Regions from separate parts of the Mus musculus genome. Here region 2 is linked to region 1. Evidence: chromatin contacts called from public Hi-C data. All regions are on one chromosome and are shown on one strand. The core of a region is the stretch at or near the end of the contact, and the rest is flanking DNA. Distances in the headings are between cores, read along the strand shown.

Region 1 (4,901 bases), core at 821-3,320:
TGCAATGTCTTCAGTTTTAGTTTTATGATTTTTTTTTACTTTCAGACAGGGATCCAAATTCTTCAAATCACATTTATTCTAAGCATGCTCTATTCATAGCTTAGCTGGTGTCTGTTATACAGATAGAGTCATCTAGGTTTCCTTCTTTACTAGCACTGAGATAATAAAAGAAGGATAGCAAAGACTTTCATTTGCAAAAAATTACTCTGGAAATGTCAACATAAGACTTACTGTATTATAGAACCTAATTTTACTCAGAAACCAAACTCTGAATATCTTTAAATGTAAATGGCTACCCTTGCTCAAGATAATCTCAACAAGAAAGGAAAATATTTTAAAAGATCTAAAAAGAAGTGCCTCAGGATTCTTATGTATTTCCAATTAGTTCTTCCAGTTAAAACACAACAAAGAGCCTATAAGTACAGCAATACTCTTTACAATTGTAGCTATTATATTCCAGATAAAATGCTTCAGATTCCACTCACCCGAGATCTCTAACTCTGCCCAGTGAGATTTTTTCCCATTGGCTACCTCCTCTGCGGACATGATGGTGTAAATTCTGCGAGGATCTGGAGGATCATATTTTTCCTTTGGCATCCCTATTAGTCTGTGGGGGGAAAAGGATCATTAATTATTACAGTCAGGGCCAGCAAGATGTCTCAGGCAGTTACAGTGCCTGTTGCATAATTTTAATAATCTGAGTTCCAGACCAGGAACCACAGTGAAAGATTAGCAACTCTGCAAAGTTGTCTTTGGACAACCCTTTCCCCAAACACACACAAATACATACATACACACATACACATACATACACACATTCACATACTGCTTTTTATTAAAAATTATTACTATTATTATAGTTATTTGAGGAAATTCATCATTTTGGAGGAAAGGGGAATCAATGTGCGTGTGGAAAATATGAGCAAATAAAAATTAAATTAAAAATAATATAGTATAAAAAAGAAAAAATATGCTAAGTTTTCTTTTTCTCTCCTTTTGCTTAAGACTCTCACAAATATTCACGGGTACCCTATTAGAACTTCATCTGTGAGTCTAGAGCAAGCAGACTTGACATTTCCAGAGCCTCTCACCTGAGAAATGACTTTACATCAAAGGGGTGCCATAGCCTGTTCCAGTCTCCCGCCAGGGAATCTGAGAACCTGGCTGCAGCTGAAGCCCATTCTCAGAAGGTGTATGACTCTCCCTCCTCTGATAAGTGGACTCTGATTCTCTTCAGAGATCCCTCCAGAGTCTCTGTTGTTGGCGTCCTGAACTCATGCAAAGCCTCCACCATGCTGCTGTCCCTCCATCAGTGGATTAAAAACTCTTCTAAGAAATGCCTTGTTCCCACAGTATCTGTCTTGGTGTACTCTTGAACAACGCCCCTAGTTAAGTCATTTTATATTCTCACTGGAAGAAAAACACTACAATATTCTAGGCTTCTGAAGAAACTCATTAACAGATGCCTAAGGGGAAATGCAAATAAGCAACCATAGTAGATTCTTCAGAGAACATTGTGTTGCTCCCCAGTTCCTTCCCCTATGCTTAACAGCACTACTTTCCTAGAAAAGTTGGTCTTACAACTAGTTTCCATTTAATGAAACTTCAACTAGTCTCAGAGAATAGTGTAATTCTAACTCCCATCTGAGTAATAAATATCTCATACCTACAACTAACACCACATGATTTTCCCCCTTGACACTGGCATTAGTTTAGAGAATGCTCAAGATTCATTCTATGTTTGTGGATGAAACAGGATCCTCATTCCTGATGATCATAAACAAAGCAGAACATAGTCCAGATTGTTCCACATAGCCTTCCAACTACAAGAAAAGCGGACCTCATAAGGTAGTCTAGAAAGATAAAAGAAAAGGCAAATTTCTCAATAACTCATACATGCAGTCCCTGCACACAGCAAGCTGAGTTTTGTCTTCTGCTCCATGCCATCAGCACATCCTAACCAGGTAAATGCATAACTTGATTTGCCATAGTCAGTCTTACTGTAACCCTGTGGTACCAGGGTAATTACTGGCACTCCCTTTTACTCTCAAACGTACCTAACTAGGTAAATTACAGAGCCATGCCAACTGAAACAAAGTTCATGCTACTGTTTTCATAATCACAGCACAATCAATGGTGACTACACCAATCATAAAATCACTTCAAATACACTAAATATGAAAAAAAAGCCCTAAAAATAACTTTATTCCAGGGGTCTAGAACTACTGCTTTGATAGCAAACAGAAGATAAAATCCACTTCAGGTCATTCAGATCAAACAGCAAGCAACAAAGTCATGTGTGTCAAATTAAGTATCTACATGTTATCCTTATCGCATATTACATATATAGTTACAGCTGGCATAATGTTTTATTTTGTCAGTAACAGATCTAATCTAGGGACCTGGCACATGCCATGTAAGAGTTCTACTACTAGGCTGCATTCTCAGCATTCTTTGCTCATATTTCTTTGTCCTTTCTCACATGTGCCCTTAAACCAAGTATTCAAATCTGTATCTATTTCTAAGTTAAGAAATAGTATCAGGAGGTCTTAAGCTTGTTGCATATCAAAAAAAAAAAAAAGGTAGTAGTATTCCATCATGTACCAAGAAATCAAAATTTCTCACGTCAGTTTCCCTTTACTTAAAGGAGGGCAAGTTTTCCTTAGTTGTTTATTTATTAACAGTAAAATTCTCCAGTCCCTAAGTTAACTCTTCAAACGTAATCTTATCATACTGTGCTATTTGGAGTTACAATGTTAAAGTAGAAAAACATCCTTCTGGTGAAGACACTGGCCTAGGCAGAGATCCAACATTCCAGTTGTGCCAAGTCAATCACCTGGTCAAGAAACTATACCTACAAAGGCAGGCTCAACTTAAGCTATTCTAAAGAGATAGAGAAGTAGATGGAGTAAATTAAGCTATAAATTAAAATAAACTATACTTTTCCATTCCTGCTCCCCACCACTATAGCTACCATGGGTTTGACTGCTCTAGTTTCCTGAGGCCTGAGGTAGAAAGGTGTAATTGCCATTTTCTTTCCCTGGGATGCTGCCCACAATTTAAATACGATGATACTTTGAATTTCCTTACTCTTTTCCCTAAAGCTCAAACGTAATTTAAATCCCTAAGTGTGATGCTGGTTATGTTTTTTAACTGTGCATACAAGCCAGTCTAGGGTTTAAACACTGAGTGATGAGCAGCTTCCATCCAAAGAAAGAGAAATGGTTTCTTTTAGAAAACATTAACAGCTAATTCTTCATATTTTCTCTTCAAGATGAGGAGGGATTATTTTTAGTGTTGTTTTAGAGAGTTGTTTTACACAAGCTCTTACTATCTCAGACTGGCCTCAATCACATTAGAAGCCTTATGTGCATAATCCACCTGGTAAGCCTTCCAAATGCAGAGACTATAGACATTACCATCATACCTAGCTGCACAGGGGTTTTTCTTTATATTTATTGTTGTTGTTGTTTTGTATATTTTGTTCTTACAGTGGTACACATCAAACCCACAGTGAGATGTTAAGTTGGGTTTCCCAATTTTCCAATTTTTACAATATCTTACATCAATTTCCAAAGGATAATAACATTAGGGCAACCTGGAGGCCCTGAGTATGTAACAAAATAAACTAAAAGCCCCTTAACAACACTGATCTTAAGTATTTAAACCGTATATGACACTAGGAAAAACACTGAAAAAAAAAAAACTAGGAAAAAATGTGGTTCTCTAAATCCTAACTACACAAGTTGCTTTGAATTTCACCTATTTTGTCCTCTACTATACCACCTGTGCAGCCTTTGGACACCCCCTGTAAAAGTTCTGAAATTAGTCATGTATTACTGATTAAGAAAGTGTATTACTACTTCTTAGTTCTTATGTAAGCTATGCTAAAGTAAACAAGTTTGAATCTCTATCACTGTTAGCTAATTAAACAACACTATATAGTACAGATATACACAACAGAGGGGGGGAGAGGGGGGAGAGAAAAGGGAAGAGGGAGAGGGAGGAGAGGGGGAGGAAAATCCGGGGGAGACCAGCCTCAAGTATATGTAAACATCTAAGTCTTATGATATTAAACCATGGCTACCCTCTCACAAGTTGAAATTAATTTGTCTCTGTAGTTCAGCATGATTTTGTTGGAGAGTAATAGAGAATGTTACAAATCACCAAAAGAGTAATTCACAATGAAGACTTCTAACAATACAAATCTAAAATACAAATCATTAAACTCATACTGTTTCTACAGAGATATTAAATGATGACATCAGATAGAAAAGCTAGCAAAAACTATGTGTGTATGATATGTCAGCTTACATTTTAGAGAAATTTCAATGGCTTATAGTACTGCATACATTTCTCAAACAAAGCTGTCCTATAATGGCATCTATTCTCAGTGGTTAAAGAAGGCAAAACACCAAAAACAGTAAAATATCACTTTAACCCCAGTACTTAGAAGGTGGATATAGGAGGATCAGAAGCTCAAGGTCAGCCTGTGCTGCACAGCAAGACTTGTCTCCAAAACAAAGGGAAGTGAAGGGGGGGGGGGGGGACACATACATGAATTATTCTTTGCTTGATTCTCACTCTGATCCTTTCTATCTGACAGTACAAGGTTTCTTTCTGAGAAAATAAGTATATGCTTATCTATTTATCCAAATAAAATATTTGCAGTACACTTTTGAAGTTCTTATTTCCTAACCAATACCTAAATTAACCACTAGTCATTTTTATACCATATATATGTAATATATAAAATAAATTTACACCGTACCTGAAAAAAGCACATTACCAACTATTATCTTTAGACCTGCTGATACTTTTAAAAAGGTACTTAATAAATGACACTGCGGACTAGTGAGATGGCTCAGCAGTTAAGAGCACTGGTTGCTCTTCCTGAGGTC
Region 2 (4,901 bases), core at 1,385-3,884, 75 kb after region 1:
ATGGCTTTCTTTAACAAGGAGGGATTCTTATGTATCAAACATTCAGAGATTTGGTATATGTTATCTTTTCCTTACTGTGACCAAAATAACTAGCAGAAATGTCTTAAAACAAGAAGGATTTAGTTTGACTTATAGTTTTACAAGATTCAGCTCATCATAGCTGGGGAAACACATAGCAGAGTGGCTTGTGCCATGACCAAAAGCAAGCAGCAAGAAGCCAGCACTCAGCTGCCAGCTGCCTTTCTCTCATGTCCCCTTTGTTCTGTCAGAGCTCACAGGGCTCACAGCCCACAGGACAGTGCTACCCACATTCAGGATGGGTTTCCCCCACTAATTAATTCTCTCTAGAAATAATATCATTACCGAAATACCCAGAGGTATTCCTCAATCTCCTACATAATTCTAAATCCAGTCACGATGATAATGAAGTCATGATCATTATAATGGAGTGCCTATTTCAGAGTATCTTTTAATTTATAGTTTTTCTAAAGTCTTAAGCTAATGAATATCATCTATCTATCTGCAAATATCTGAACTCTGGATCTTACTGGTTGAATGCCATCAGATTCTGGTGACCAAAGCAGGCAATAAGGTACATTGAACTTATACAGGACATTGTTTTAATAATAATACTGTTGTAAGCTTATTACATTTTGTGAGTTCTGACTGGATGGTTGTGTTCTCATGGTAGGCATTTTCAGGTGAGGACCAACTGACTCCAGCTGTGGAGATGAATCTAAGAGCCAGCAACAGGAGAATTTGTGTATATTCTTAGACGGAGTTAACTTTAAGTATCATGAGGTGACTGCCAGTTTTCCAGCTCCCTCTTATCTATGCATCTAAGCACAAGGTTTGGTACTTAGTAGTTGCTCAGGTATGTGTGAAAAGAGCATAGAAGGAAAAGAGGACAAGCAGAAACAAAGTTATCAAAGTAGAGTCAAGTTCTAAGGTTTTCTTTACTTTTTTTTAAACAGTCGCAGAGCTTTTGAAGTAACTGCTTACATGTTAACAAGAACAGTCTATAAGTAACAATCTTATTCATTTAGATGGCTACTAGGTATAAATATAAAAATAAAGCTTCTGGAAAATTCCAGCTTTGATGAGGTCCATCTTCTGTGAGTAGCTTCAGGAAGCCAAGTTTTGCAGGCTTGAAATTCTTATCAAGTCACTAATTCATATAAGCATGGATTCATTTTTTTTTTTTTTTCAACGTTTACTGCAGACCTTCCTTCCGGTCTGACGCTGTGTGTAGTATGTGCTGAGGTTACAAAAATGAACGACATGATTGCTGCCCACAAAGAGCTCAAAGAGATGGGGAGATACATTGTGACAGCTGCACAGCTCTGTGTGCTCAACCCCCCACTAAATTGTACACTTAGGTTGGTAAATTGTATTATATAGAATAATAGGTCTCAGAATTGTTTCAAATAAATAAAAAAATTACTAATTCTGTTTATTACATAAAACCAGGAAGAAGTGGCCATAATTCAGTCCTGGAAGTATGAAAGGAGACTGCCAACAATGAGCAGAGTCTGAATTTAAATCTTAAGGGGAAAAAATACTGTTAATGTGTTGCATAATAATTCAAACAAAAGCCAGAGAGGAAAAATGTCACAGAGGTGAGAAATGTGTCTTCTGCCCTCCCTTCATCCCTCCCTCCCTCCCTCTCTTTGTGTGTGTGTGTTATGTGTACACTCGCATGTGTGTTAGGAAGGTTGTTGGTTGAGGAGGTAGGCAGAGGCCCGTAAGTGAGCCTTTGGAAATGGCCAATTACTGGAGGAGTTTATTCTTATGAATTAATTCCTGACCAGACTTGGTTTAGAGAAACCACACGGGCAGCTGAGACATAACGGATGTTTTTTTTTTGGGGGGGGGGGGGGTAGGGGGTAGGAAGGGGTCAGAATAACCTGTGCACTGGTCTCTAATTGGCTACGTAGAACAAAAACAAAAACAGACAAACTCCAAAAACCAAAACAAAACCCTAGACGTGTTTCGAAAACTCCAAGCAGTGTACTGCTCCTTAGGTCTGATCAGCACAGCTTGCCAGCAGCCGGAAACCAAAAAGCAGACGGATGAAAGATTAAGGTTTGCTCAAAGGGGGGTGGAAGGGGGTGAGAGAGTGGGACCTCCTGGCCCGCCTTGGGTGGAGGCGAAGTTTGATGGATTCTGTTTTCTCTTTGCTATGAAGAAGATTGAACTCAGAGGCGCGCACACGCTAGCTCCGCGCACGGTCGCCTAGCAATATTCATTTAAAGAAAAACCGAATCTTAAGAAGGCCAAGAGTATAGCGAAGGAAGCTGGGGACACTTCAGCTTTCTCAAGACTTTAGTCAGAGAACCAGGTTCCCTCTATTTAAATGACCGTTCGGAGTACATCTGCAGGGTCCAAAATTAAAAATAAGAAGGAATGAATAATTAATTACAGAGTTTTCAACAAAGCCATTCCCCACCCCCGCCCCGAAGGTTGATAAACCTTTGAACCCGAGCCACGAAAGGCAGTCTCAGACAGGGAACCGACAGGAACCTCGCCACGAGGGCACTGAAGCCAGGTCGTCCCCGCCCTGCTCTTCTGCTCCTACCAACTCCTTCCCCCTTTGCCAGCTTCCGCGCGGAACCCTTTTTCGCATTTCCGTGCAGTTGAAACCCGGGACCCACTTCGTCAGCACAATCCGGAACAGTCAACATGGCGGCGGCCGTAAGGTGCCTCCGTAGAGGTAAGAGGAGCAGTGTTCTTGCGTGGAAAGTAAATCTAGAGCCAAGTTTCCTGTTGCAGCGGAATCCATGGCAGAATCTCGTAGGCACCGGTCAGCTTCTCGGTCCTCGAAATGCTTCCGTGATCTTCTGGGCTCCACAGCCCAGAGGGTCATCAGTGCTTAAAAGCGACACTTAACGCAAGGGTTCTCTCTTGGAGCAGGTCATTTTGAGGATGAAATGGGAGCGGAAATACATTGGCAGTACTTATAGTCAGGGGTGAGGAGTACAAGGCAAGATTCTGTTGTGTGTGTGGGATAGCGGGCGTGTTCAGTTTGATAAGCGAGCCCTGAAGGGAAAGGTGGTATATGAAGTGATTTACATCTGTAAATATCTGAACCTTGGCGTGTTTATGAATAAAGGCGATTCCAGTTAGTAAATTTACAGAGGCTATCGTGTTTATCATTTGGAGACTAATTCTGTAGTGTTTTGTATAGCCATGTCTGAGCACGTTAGACATGGCTAATAGGAATTCACAGTGCCATATACACTATAAGATCTTTTTCATGTGTATGTGTACTTGGTCTATGTATACATGTTCACATGTGTGTGAGTGCATATGTATGTGTGCCCATGGAGGCTCTCTTCTGCCAGCCAGTATCCAGGCTGTTTCCAGAGGCAGAGTTTGTCACTGGACCTGGAGCTTGCGGATCCCACTGTCTCCAGTGAAGCCCCTGGAGGTGGGAGGTGTTGCACTGTGTTTACCCAGCTTTTATGTGGCTGCCAGGAATCTGAATTTCACCCCTCATGCTTGCACAGTAAGAGCTCCGTCACCTCTCATATGAAATTGATCTTTACTTTTAAAATGCAATCAACTCCCCCTCTTCTTTGACCTTGCAGCCCTTCTCCTTCCTCTATTTATTGTGTCTTGTCTCCCCACTGGCCAGGAACATAAGCTTCATAACCTTCCTTATTCCAGTGCTTGTAAAACAATGGTACTTAGACCATCCAGTTTACAAACTGCATCTCCACAATAAAAGTAGACACTGCTTTCTTGATTAAGTTTTGCTAAAAAACAAAAACAATTTGAGACAGGGTTAGGCTCCCATGTGTTGGGACAGGCATCTCCAGCATGCCCATTATTAAAAGTATTGCCTGTTGCATTGAACAGTATAATTTAGTGCTTTGTTTCACATGCTAGTGTAACCTTTTTGTGGTTGCAGATTATAATAGGTCTACTGAGCACTCTTTAAGTAGTGCTAATATGGAATTCTATAATGTGTTTTAAATTGATGTATCCTTGCTTACTAATAAGGTAATACTACTCAGTGGACAGCTTTCACACTATTGGCATTTCCTTTCTAGTTTGAAGTCTTTTTATCCTTCTTGTTTACTTTTCAATTGTGTTGCTCTTTCACACTCAAGATACAACTCGTTTGTCCAGTGAACATGTTGCAAATATACTCTACCCATTTTAGATTCATCTTTTCACTGTATGTGCATGCGGGAAGGTATGTGTGTACATGTGTGTGGATGCATGTAGTGTGATATTTCTCATAACTTTTCCATCCCATTGTTTTTGAAGCAGGGTCTGTCACTAGGACCTGGAGTGTGTTGATTAGCCTCGTCTGGTTGGCCAAGTGAGTCACAGCGATCAGCCTTCTGGTTTTGGAATTTGGAGGAAGAGTCACTGTGCTCAGTGTTTTTTACATGTGTGGTGGGGTGAATGCAGGCCCTCATGCTTGCATGGCAAGCACTTTGCTGATAGTCTCCTCAGCCTCAATTCTTAATTTTTAAAAAGTATATTTGATAAGCAGAAGGTTTGTTTTTTGGATTTTTTTGTCACTTTATTTTTTTTTATTAGATATTTTCTTTATTTGCATTTCAAATGCTATCCCGAAAGTTCCCTATTACCCCCCCTCACCTGCCCTGCTCTCCTACCCACCTACTCCCACTTCTTGGCCCTGGCATTCCCCTGTACTGGGGCATATAAAGTTTGCAAGATCAAGGGGCCTCTCTTCCCAATGATGGCCGACTAGGCCATCTAAGCAGAAGTTTTTAACATTTAGTAAACTACTTTTTGTTTAGTGCCTTTGGGCCTTGTTTGTGAAACTGTTCCTCCCCTAAAGGTTATTAGGACATTTTTCTTTATCCTGGAAGGCTTTTAAATATTAGCATTCACCTATGAGTGGGTTTTTTTCTTCGTTTGTT

What was found. Hi-C and Micro-C count contacts between places; a contact is called where the count stands out from the background.
Region 2: a Hi-C map of liver shows a contact between it and region 1, with 2.7 times the contacts expected there. The contact joins the promoter of Mrpl1 here to the enhancer-like site in region 1. A contact is called at or near these places in 5 of 39 promoter capture datasets (the C10 cell line, the HPC-7 cell line, embryonic stem cells and 2 more), 4 of 484 Hi-C or Micro-C datasets (CD4 T cells, CD4 single positive thymocytes, the HPC-7 cell line and 1 more), 3 of 115 datasets of contacts at active chromatin or transcription factors (CD8 T cells, the SCID.adh cell line and memory CD8 T cells) and 3 of 9 other capture datasets (adipose tissue, liver and pancreatic islet).

What each region holds. Positions count from the first base shown.
Region 1 is chr5:96,133,526-96,138,426 of GRCm38.p6, forward strand. Cnot6l (CCR4-NOT transcription complex, subunit 6-like) reads right to left here. Exons shown (of 12, transcript NM_144910.2): 2 at 486-607. The coding sequence starts at 597. Among named protein-coding and RNA genes, the nearest start is that of Gm52799, 26 kb to the right of the region's middle. Within about 2 kb of position 2,071, at least 10 of the 459 cell types and tissues checked have an H3K27ac peak or open chromatin away from gene starts, as enhancers often do. A contact at or near this core is called in liver, where this site is marked.
Region 2 is chr5:96,207,481-96,212,381 of GRCm38.p6, forward strand. It overlaps Mrpl1 (mitochondrial ribosomal protein L1), which reads left to right and starts at 2,635. Exons shown (of 9, transcript NM_053158.3): 1 at 2,635-2,713. The coding sequence starts at 2,683.